Regions from separate parts of the Gossypium hirsutum genome. Here regions 1 and 3 are each linked to region 2. The links are chromatin contacts, called in public Hi-C maps. All regions are on one chromosome and are shown on one strand. The core of a region is the stretch at or near the end of the contact, and the rest is flanking DNA. Distances in the headings are between cores, read along the strand shown.

Region 1 (3,751 bases), core at 697-3,196, 130 kb before region 2:
AACGAAATTTTGAGTATACATAGATGGAAGAAATGTGGTTGAATTAGATTTAAAAACTATGAAATGTCAAGCTTTCTATTTGATGTATTTTATGTTTGATAAAGTATACCATCTCACCTTGTTGGAATTGTGTTGGTATTATAGGAAACGTGTCAATCGAAACTTGTCAATCGAATCTACGAGAAGCCCATGATATATATCTCTTGATTCGGTAGATTTTTAGTCATTTAACCCGGTTATACATGGCATGTAAATGGGAGTGTCTAGTAGTTGTAATGTAAAGTTGTTTTGTGGCATTGTTGATCTTTGAACACTTATGGAAAATTATGGATGTGATGAATTGCCATGCTCATAGGCTTAGTATTTTGTTGTGCAAATGTGGATGGTTAATCATAATAGGTCATGCACATATGAACTATCTTGTGGTATGAAATGGTTTGGAAAGATTTATGTGCATTTGTTGTGAGTTGGTGCCAAATGTGACATATTGGTTTTGTGAATTGATTAGGTGATTATAAGTTATGTTTTAGCATGGAATTTGCATGTTTTGAGTAGGTTTATGTTTGCTAAAATGCAATTTTGAGGTCACTTTTAATAGTTGGTTTTGAAACAAGCACCAAATGACCTATTTTTGTTCTACACGGGCTCATGACATAGCCGTGTGATCAGCGGTAGGAAAATGTTTTTGGAACCACAGATTCCTAATTGTCACACGGGCCAGCCAAACGGCCGTGTGAGTATTGTAGAAATAATAAAATTTAATCCACACGGTCTCAGTTTGTTATACGGTCTTGTGACTTTTGAAATTAAAAATTGGAGATTTTCACCACATGACTTCATAGAGTTATATGGTTTTGACACATGGCCGTGTGGCCTCTATTTTACATAATTGCCTTTCTTTTTTGAAAAAGATTCTAATTGATCCTTGTTTGATCCCGGGTCAACTTTAGAGCTTTCGTCAGCTCTATAAGACTCAGAAGAGGTTTTAAATTGTACCAAATGATTATTATGACTTAATTTTGGTTTGAGTTTGTTCTTAAACATATGTATTTGTAATGTTTTGTGTTATAACATTTCGTAACTCGGGTCTGGCGATCGGACCGAGTGAAGGGCGTTACATATGTAAACTTATTGTGAAAGCAACCAAGAGACAAGAGCACAATCTTGTTGAACATACATAGCATGTACTTTATTTTGGACCTGACTTCCTTATTGAACACTGATTGTTGGAATCATCGTAAAGCCATCAAGAAATTCCTTAAGCCTAATATTCACCCTTTTATATGTGAAAGGATGACGAAACTTTGTGGTAGTACGTGAATCTAATACTGAATCTAAAGTATCAATTGGATGTGAGATTGAAGGCAAAGTAGCAATTTCTTAAGAACGCACTGCCTTCTTGATCTACAGGTAAGAACCACGATTCGATATATGTTGAATTGGAGTTACCTTAAGAATTTACCAACAAAACTATTCAATGAAAATAAGAAAGAAAATAATGGGTTTGGAGAAGAAGAAACAACAATGAAGGCTTTAGTTAGAAAGCCGAAAGAGAGTTTTTTTCATTTAAGAACCAATGCTCAACTGTCCAAAGAACCAACGTGTTACAACATTGAACCAGCGAATAATAAACTTCAATAACCTAACGCTACAATTAACAAAGTAACAAAAAATAACTTCAATAACCAATTTGCAACTCACAGCTATTAATCATTAATCTTTTTAACAGGGTTCAATGATAAAGAACTCTAAAACCCTTAAAAGTAAGTTTGAGTCTTATAAATTAAAATAAAAATTTCTCTGAATGAATTTGCTACCAAAACGGGTTCAACTTGATTCAATTTCCAACTTAGCTGGACCCATGTGGTCCGAACATCAGGTCTCAAGCCCCAAAAAACCTAACCCTAAGCATAGTAGCCTAAGGACTTATTTGCAAATTGTAATAAATGTTACGTAAGCCATCGCGATTTCCCATTTTATTTCCACTAATTTAATAGATTAGAACAACCGGTGGCAGCCTCTCAAATTCTGTGAACTCCAAGGAATCCTAAAGGAATCTGTGTCTTCGTTTCTCAGCTTCCTTCCCTTCCTCCCCTCGCTCTGGTAATTCCCCTTTCAATCCCTCTCTTTCCTCACGTTTTCCTTTTCTCTATTAATTCTATTCTTTTGAATTTCCATACTCCCATTCATATTACTCAGTTTTACACTCTCTTTTTTATGGTTAATTAATCTGGGTGTTTCCCTTTTTTCCTGGTTAGTTGATTTGTTCAATGGAAATTTATGGGTTTTCTTTCTGGGTTTATTGTATTGGCATTTGTAGAAAGATATCCAAGAGAAAAGATGGAAATGGGTAAGAATAAATCTGAGAAATTCTCAATGGATTTTGTGATGGCTGGAATGGCTGCTATAATGTCAAAGAGCGCAGCAGCCCCCATTGAAAGAGTGAAGCTATTGTTGCAAAATCAAGGGGAGATGATAAAAAGGGGAAGCCTTCAGAAACCTTATAATGGTGTTGGTGATTGCTTTAAAAGGGTTTTGAAGGAGGAAGGTCTTTTCTCTTTCTGGAGGGGTAACCAAGCCAATGTCATCAGATATTTTCCTACTCAGGTTGAAACTTATGACTTTCTATTTTGCTGATTGTTCACACTAGGAAACTTATAAAGAAATTGTTCTGTTTCTCATTGCTGGATTGTATGCTTCCATTTTATTGGTCCTTAATTTTGATCATGTACTTGAATAATAATGTTGAAGAACTAGGTAATGCCTGAATTTGACAGATTAGGGTATTTAAATGACATGGTATTTCTTTTTTAATTGATGAAGTCGTTTATGGACAATTGCAAGAATCAGTGTTAAAAACTACTTTATGAGCTTTCGTTGATTTGTGCTTGCTGCTTCAGATTAATCTGTACAACTACTGAAAGATGCCAATATAGAACCATTAATGTATGGATAATCATTATGCTGTTCTATTTAAAAGGTCCACTAATTGAGTGGTGTTATGTCATGAGTTTTAGGTTTTCCTATGCTTTAATCTTCTATGACTATGGCAATCGTTTGTTTGTGGGGAAGGTACTATATGCTATTCATAGATGAATTGCCTTTGAGATCTATCCCTGTAATGCATGTTCGATGAGGTTCTAAGGACAGAAAACTTAATGTTGGCATGTTGTAGTTGGTATGTACTTGGTTAGTATTAGTGATTAGACATCACAACTGATGAATTTTATCGATTAAGATCTTCCTGATGTACCTACACCAACTACTCGATTTTCTTGTCGTTGGCATGGAAGAGACAAACTGAGGTTAAAGGAAAATCTCTTTACCTGCTAAGGTACGAAGGTTGCGGACAAAAGAACTTCTCCTTCAGTTATTACAGAGAGACTTTATCTTCATTTTCATATTAGTTCAAGACATAGACAAGAACTAAATGGAAGAAAGAAAACGGGTTAAATTTTTAGTAGAGAAGTTTTAGTTTCCTCAACCTAAGAAATAGTAAATCAAACTTGGGTAATTTGAGCAAGGCTCCTTTTTATCTTCCTTACCAATCCTTAGCTATATGGTAGCTTTGGGGCTTGCTGTTTATGGAACAAGTTAAGCTTTTGTCCCAGATTTGATATATCTGTACTGGGATGTTTTGAAATCTTTTTCTGCTAGCATGAAACATCTTTATTTACTTATTTTTACATTTTACCTTTGCAAGTATATGTCCTGCCTAATTTTGTTACTTAACAGATGTTCGATTATCCAT
Region 2 (4,176 bases), core at 1,101-3,600:
CATCTCGACAGTAACATAGTTGACCAATGGGACCTTAACATGACAAATGTTTGAATTTTGAAAGAATTCATCCAAAATTGCTGCTCAAATTGTCGGATCCTCGTATGGTGTCCATTGAAACTACATGAACGTGATAAAAATATTAGTTATATACATAATACTAAATACTAAATATGAAACAACTATTATATATATTATTTAATACTTACTTGCGCTTCCGACCGTTGGTCTAATAGAAGTCGTATATATTTAAGAGCGGTAGGTATTCCAACATAACTCGTCGGATGGTTCCACCTAATTAAATAAATTTTTAGCATACAATTTTATTTTAAATCTATGTAATAATTGTAAAATCAAATAAAAAATTTACCTCGTTATAAGTGGGAATGTATATGGGTGGTTCACTCGAGGATGTAAAAATGGAAAACTAAACAGAGCCCATGATTGTAGTAGTGATAGACAACCTCCGACTTTGGCTTTATTTGGTGGCGTCGCCCCACACATCTCCCAGTACAATGTTGCCAACACGGCAGACCCCAAACTAAATTTGTCAGCTACTCTAAAATCAACGAGTTTTAGCAGCCACCTCAGATGTACGAGGTTTCCTGACAAGTCTGGCATCAAATAACCTCTAATCATCTCAAGGATGTATGCCCGAGCATATCATATTCTTTCTACTTTAGTCGAATCATTCCTCGACTCCAGGAATGTGTCTTGTAACCAGCTCATCTCGATCCGACCTCCGTAAATATTATCTGGAATCACATAAAAAAGATCGTAACATATGGCTCCCCAATCAGTAGATTGAACGAACCCGGTGAGTACAGAACCATCCACCGGCAATCCTAATTGTAACTGCATGTCCTCCAAAGTAATAGTACACTCTCCGCATGGAAGATGGAATGTGTGCGTCTCAGGTCTATACCTCTCTATTAACACGCTGATGAGTTGCTGGTCCAACTTGCATCCCCGGCCTATAGTGGCCACGTGCCAAAAACTCGCTCCCTTCAAGTAATTTTCTATCAACGGTGATGGAGGACCAGACATATTACGAATATAACATTGTAACACCATATCTACAGATTGTTATAAAAAATTATAAAATACAAATTAATTAAAATTACATAAATGAAAAAATATTAAAAAATATTAAAAAATTAAAATTAACCCTTACCATTTTCATTTGTTCGACGAAGATATGTTTATGATCGAGACGAATTAATTCCCCGTCCATTGCTAACACGATCAAATATTTTTGAAATTATAAAAAATAATACTAATTTAGAAAAAAATTAAAAGGAAATAATTAATTAAAGAGAGCTTTGAGAAATTTAAGGAGAAATTTGAGAGTTTTGAGAAATTTAGGGAGAGGTTTGAGAGTTTTTTGTCAAAATTTGAAGAAATATTGTGTGAAATAATAGGAGAGGGGGTTTTTATACTCTTTTTTTTTACTGTTGGACCTCTCAATGTCAAAAAATAAAATAGCTATTGGGGAAAAAAACACAGAGCAAAACGCGCACTTGAGGGAGCGATTTTGCCATGTCAACAAAGCGCATCCACGTCAGCGCGTTTTGTGCTAACATAGTAAAATCCCTTTCCCAGGGGCGCGTTTTGCTAAATTTCACCCTAAAATGCTCCTACGTGAATGCGTTTTGTCAAAATTGACCTTTTTCGATAAATAATGCAAAAATTGACCCATTTTTATAAATATACTTAAAAATGGACATTTATAAGTAAATTAATCAAAATTATGTGTGAATGTATCTAAATAAAAATAAAATGTAAGAAAAGACAGTGATGTTTTATACATGATTACACCCTCATTTGTAATATTATCTTTACTAAATAAATAATAGTTGGTGTTTGATTATTTTGAAAAGGATAATTCGAGTCTTTATTTATTGAAATACTAATACATAGCGTCAATATAATTACTTTTTTGGTCCTTTTGCTTTGATACACAATTCTGTTAATTACAAACAAAATTTCTTATTATTTTGTTTCACGGAAAAAGAATTAAATGCTGAAAATATTAATTAAATGAATTACTTTTTTTAAAGAAATCTTTGAACAAATTGGATAATTGTCGCGGTATATTCGCACCTATAGAAATTCTCGCGATATATTGTCGGCGTATCGGCAGCTGTTTTAATGCCCATTACAAATCTAACGGCGACGGATGAACTCCAATTCCTGAGACGTGGACACCTGTAGTTTTTACAAACGCAGTTGAAAGCAGCCACGTAGGGTAAATGTTGGGCCCATTCAGACATAAACTGAGGTGGCAGGTATTTATTGGTTAAAAAGGAGTTAACCATGGACTGTGGTCGACAACTAACACTAGTCAACAAATCCTTTTAGATTCAAGAAAACTATGGTTAAAAAAGTGTACCCCAAGCCCAACGGTGTACGGCTCACATCCCGGTTTTTCTCTCTCTCGATCGCATTGTAATCTGCACTATATTCTCATTTCTAATTTTATTCTTCTTTCTCTATACAGATTTCTCTATATTTTCTCGATTCGCTTATACTTGAAGACAGGCAGGGGTTTCAACGGCCATTCCACGACAATTTTCGCCGGAAAAGTGATTAGATCGCCGAGGAAGAGAAGGATTTTTTTTTGTTTCGGGAAAATACTGTTTAATATTCGATTGGAATTGGTTGAGTTGTTAAGAGTTTCATTTGGGAAGAGGAGGAAAAAATTTGGATCTCTTTGATTGATTTTGAATTATTTTGTTGTTGTTGATGTTGTTTTGGAAGTTAACGGATCTCGAAAATTTTCGGAAAATAGAAAGAAAAGAAAGGAAAAGGTTTTTGTTAAATTAGATGCAGATTTTCTGAAAATCGACCTACATTGATCGAATCTGACAGGAAGAAGACGGTGGCGTATCGGGGGGGGGGAGATGAGGAGGGTGGAAATCGGGGTTATTGCTGGAAATGTGCAGTATTGAAGGGAAGGGGAAAGGGAAAATGAGAGGGATAAGAATGGGGGCAACGAAAGGGGAGGTGGCGGCGGAGGGGAGAGAGTTGAGAAGTTGAAGAGCTCGAGAACGAAGCTGTGGATGATACGCGCCACCACATCGGTGTTGCTTTGGACTTGCATCGTACAATTAACGGCCTTGGGGGATACTTGGGGTCCACATCTCCTTAAAGGTTGGCCTTCCTGTTTTTCTTACCAGGATTCTTCCGTTTCCGTTGTTGAAGATAAGGTTCCCTCCGTTCCTGCCCGTGTTCTTCCTCCCAAAAGTAAGATTTTCCACCTTTTTTTTTGTTCTTTTTTTTTTACTGAAATTTCTGCTGATTTTGATGTAGTTATTCTTTATTAGGCCTTTTTTGGGGTTAAATCGGAGAAAAATTTTGAGCTAGTCTTTAATGGAAAAGAAGGAATGGGTTTATCCTTTTTATCCTTATCCGCATTCCTATTTGAGGAGAAGAAAATGATAGATTTCTTGGGGATTTCTATGCGCTTTCATTGAAGCTTTCCTTTTATATAGTCATACGGATTGAACTTGTATCAATTTAATGGTTCCAATGTTCGTATCTTATGTCTTAGTTTTGTGGAATTCTATCCTTTTCTTGTTGTGGCATATGTTTGTTTGAAATTTGAGATCGTTTATCTCTTGAATTTTTCATATATGTGCTTTTATTTTAATATATTGTTACTTTTGCTTCCATTTTCTTTCCATTTCAGTTTTAGGGATCGGTGGCGACTTGCTATATATGTTCTGGTTATGGAATTTTAAACTCGAAATTGATATGATGTTTTGTTGTTACTATAGGGGTATATAAGAACAATGGTTACTTGATGGTTTCTTGCAATGGAGGTCTCAATCAAATGCGAGCAGCAGTGAGTGCTTTAGCAAAGAACTCTAAACGCATTTCTTGTTCCATTCCTTTTCTTTCTTTTTTATTTCTTTTCAACATTTTTCTAGATTGTGTATGCTAATGGGTTGTTTTTACTTCAAATCTATACGGAAACTGATGCTGTATTCTTTTCTTTTCTTTTTTTTTTTTGGGGGGGGGGGTTTGCTTAACAGATTTGTGACATGGTTACCATTGCAAGATATTTGAATGTCACACTTATAGTCCCGGAGCTGGATAAAACATCTTTCTGGTCAGATCCCAGGTGTGTTAAATAAGCTTTGCTCATATGATTGAAGCCATTAGATATTGTGC
Region 3 (3,739 bases), core at 1,019-3,518, 180 kb after region 2:
ATTGAAATAAAAGAAAAACTTGAAGAATTATTGCATGGATGAAATTGAACTATTTATAACTTCAATATGCTTTTAGTTGATATTTGGAATAGATAATTGAATTAAATTATGATTTAGATTAAGAATTATTACAACCGAAGGCTTTACGTGAAAAAGAGAAAACTATTGACTAGTCCCTGATATCTAAATCATTATTGCCTTGTCAAGTAAGTTCATACAATATAATCAAGTTTAAAATTTTGTTGTATTATGTTTAAATGTGTAACTGTGTTTTATTGAAAGTTTGAATTGGCTATGAACTAATACACAAATTAAGAATTGAATCTAATTGAAATGAATTGTTACATAATGGAAATGTTGAGGCTAAATCCCAATGAACTTAGGAAAAGTCTCGCATACGAGGTTACGAGTTGATGCCTGACGATTCCAAGCTCTAGCAACTGTAGCTCGGGTTGGCGACTAAACTAGGTTAGGGGTGCTACATATTATATGTCATGTCAACAAATAACTTAAAAATTATAAAATAAATAAAAATAAAATAAATTCAAAATAAAAATAAATTTATAATTAAAAAATATAAAAAAGCATGAAGTACACACATGGGTTGATATGTAGGCTGTTAGGTTTAGAATTTTAACAGTTTAGTCACTATTGTATTAAACAACAACAATTTGACTCTTTTTAAAAAGTTGATGGTCAAATTAAACTCTTTGTAAAAAGTTGAGTGCTAAATTTAACTTAAAAAAAAAAGGATAACTTGACAAAAATTGTAAAGTTCAAGAATTAGATTTATCATTATCCCTCTAAAAATTAGTCTATGCTTTGGTAGCATCGTTTAATGCCCCAACCTAATCTATTCTCTAATGTGATATTACATCACTTTTATTTGTATTTTTATATATTATATAAAGATTAAATTTATTATATTAATGTAAATATTAAAAAGTATGTTAAATTAATTATTTTTAAAATTTTAATAAAATAAAAAATATGTAAAATCATGAAAGGTTAAAATAATAAAAAAGCATAATTCTTAATGTTTTAGAGAAAAAGATAATATGAATTATTCTAAGCAAGTTTGAGTTACTCGTTAACAAATACTTTTGAATTTGGTAAGTAGAGTTTTTCACATTTTTTCGTTGATTTGGGCACAAATGGATAATTGAGTAGTCAAACTCTCTAATTGTAGTGTTTGGTGAATGGAGGATTGCAAGAGCTTGTTGAGCTAAAACCTCCAAAATAAAAAACGCTGGAATGGATAACTTGACATATCTAATCGTGCTTGCTAAAAAATTACTCTATTTGCTACATGCTCTTAAATCTAATAGGGGTGCCAAGATATCAGTAACTAGAGGTGATCATGGGTCGGGCTGGGCTAGGCCCAAACAAAATTTTAGGCCTATTTTCTAGGCCCAGGCCCGACTCGATCCGAAATATGAGCATAAAAATTGTTCCAAGCTCGGCGTGAAAGAAAATTACTAAGCCCGAGCCCAACCCGGCCCATATTAAATTTTACAACACCAAAAAGTATATATTTAATATATATTTGATTAAAAAGTATATTTGATTAAAAATAAATATATATATTTAATATATAATTCGGGCCGGACCAGGCCGGGCCCAGGCCAAAAAAATTTTACTCGAGGCCAGGCCCGTTTTCTAAACGGGCCTCATTTTATTGCCCAAACCCATATTTCGAGCTTATATTTTTACCCAAGCCCTCCTATTTTTCAGGCAGGCCGTCAGGCCAGGCAGGGTAGCCCAACCCATGATCACCTCTATCAGTAACCTCCATTCTCTCATTTTCACTTTCACCTCCAAAGTCCAAAGTAAATCTAAAAAATATTCACAAATTAATTTCCATAATAGATGTTTTAATTCTTTAGTAATAGTGTTTTATTTCAATAATTTCACCTAATAAAAACTAAAGTATTATAAATAAATAAATACTTAACAATAAAATGTGACATGCTCTTATTTGTAATTGTACATATATAAACTTTCAGTTAAATTTTATCAAATATTTTAAAATAACCGTTAATAGAATCAAATAATCAAATTAGCCACTATAATCAACAATCAATTAATTGTCTAACAGGATGAAATATTCCATGTTGGGTTAAGGGTGTCATATTTGCTAGAATCCAATGCAAAGTAAGGTCCATGGGCCATGGAACCATACGACAGCCTGGCAGGCCGATGCCTGAACTGAAAGCAAATCGTTTCCTTTTAACTGAATTATTTCCCTCCAAGTTTCCTTTCCTACCCGCGAAACCCAAAATTCATGGCTTCATTTCCCGCCAAAAACCATACCCACATGAGTTCACTGTAAACTAAAGCACCCACCTAAAGCTAGGTAAAAGACTTAAAACACACACCAAATATCTCTCCATTTCCAGCACCGCCCTAAAGCCTACGCGATGAAAATCAAATCAGTGAAGCTAAGGGAAGCCCACGAGGTAAGTTCCAATGCTTCTTTCTGCTCCATCTTGTGGGATCTCCAAGCCCACCACTTGGTCACTGCGTCATCATCTCAGCCCTCTATCTCTATTCACTATCCTCTTCTTCATTCGAGTCCGCCTCGGGTTCTTCGCCACCACCGAGATGGGGTCACTGCCTTGGCAATCAGTCCCAATTCTACCTGTCTTGCTTCCGGATCTATTGATCATTCTGTTAAGCTCTATAAATTCCCAGGTAGTCTTTTTTTTTGTGATGTTCAGCATTTTTTTTGGTTCTCTCTCTCTCTCTCTCTCTCTCTCTTATCTGGGTATTTGTTAGAATTACGAAATATTCGATTTAATCTGTAAATTTTCGTTGATAACATGTGAGAAACTTGAAATACTGCAATTTAATATAACGCTCTTTATTCTTTCCCATTTCTACTTCATTTTCTTGCTGCAATTTAATGAAAACATGAAGAACAAGGTCTAATGGTTCTTTTTTTTAGGTGGGGAGTTTGAGACTAATATTACCAGGTTCACGCTGCCTATTCGTGCACTTTCTTTTAATAAATCAGGGAGTATGCTGGCAGCAGCTGGTGATGATGAGGGCATTAAACTTATTAATACAATTGATGGCTCAATCGCTAGGGTTCTTAAAGGGCATAGAGGGCCTGTCACAGGCTTAGCTTTCGATCCTAATGGTGAATACTTGGCATCAATTGATTCAATTGGGACTGTCATATATTGGGAACTTCAATCTGGAAGAACATTATATACCCTCAACGGTGTAGCTCCAGATACTGGTTCGGATACTTCGGTTTTAAATGTACTTAGCTGGAGTCCTGATGGGGAGACTTTAGCAGTCCCGGGTATGAAAAATGACATAGTGATGTATGATAGGGATACGGCTGAAAAGTTGTTTACTTTGAGAGGCGATCACACGCAGCCAATATGTTTCATGTCGTGGTCACCTAATGGGAGATACATGGCCACTTCTAGCTTGGATAAGCAAGTTTTGATCTGGGATGTCAAGAGGAAGCAGGATATTGACAGGCAGAAATTTGATGAGAGAATATGTTGTATGGCATGGAAGCCAATTGGAAATGCTCTGGCTGTCATTGATGTCATGGGAAAGTATGGAGTGTGGGAATCAGTTGTTCCATCCTCAATGAAGTCTCCTACTGAAGACATTCCGATTTCTCAGACACGGAACAGTAATGGCCTCCTGTTTTTTGATGAGGAGGATCAGGACCTCAGCATGTCAGGTAGTTTAAGTGATCTTGGTGAGGATAGCCATG

What was found. Hi-C and Micro-C count contacts between places; a contact is called where the count stands out from the background.
Region 1: a contact with region 2 is called in a Hi-C map of leaf, with 3 times the contacts expected there. The contact joins the promoter of LOC107949770 here to the promoter of LOC107949766 in region 2. A contact is called at or near these places in 4 of 34 Hi-C or Micro-C datasets (all in leaf).
Region 3: a Hi-C map of leaf shows a contact between it and region 2, with 2.6 times the contacts expected there. The contact joins the promoter of LOC107949761 here to the promoter of LOC107949766 in region 2. A contact is called at or near these places in 4 of 34 Hi-C or Micro-C datasets (anther, hypocotyl, leaf and 1 more).

What each region holds. Positions count from the first base shown.
Region 1 is chrD03:39,510,334-39,514,084 of Gossypium_hirsutum_v2.1, forward strand. LOC107949770 (ADP,ATP carrier protein ER-ANT1) reads left to right here and starts at 1,947. Exons shown (of 4, transcript XM_016884523.2): 1 at 1,947-2,103; 2 at 2,321-2,607. The coding sequence starts at 2,341.
Region 2 is chrD03:39,642,929-39,647,104 of Gossypium_hirsutum_v2.1, forward strand. LOC107949766 (rhamnogalacturonan I rhamnosyltransferase 1) reads left to right here and starts at 2,351. Exons shown (of 9, transcript XM_016884516.2): 1 at 2,351-2,424; 2 at 2,501-3,246; 3 at 3,780-3,847; 4 at 4,038-4,126. The coding sequence starts at 3,063.
Region 3 is chrD03:39,819,398-39,823,136 of Gossypium_hirsutum_v2.1, forward strand. LOC107949761 (WD repeat and HMG-box DNA-binding protein 1) reads left to right here and starts at 2,269. Exons shown (of 12, transcript XM_016884512.2): 1 at 2,269-2,694; 2 at 2,948-3,739. The coding sequence starts at 2,421.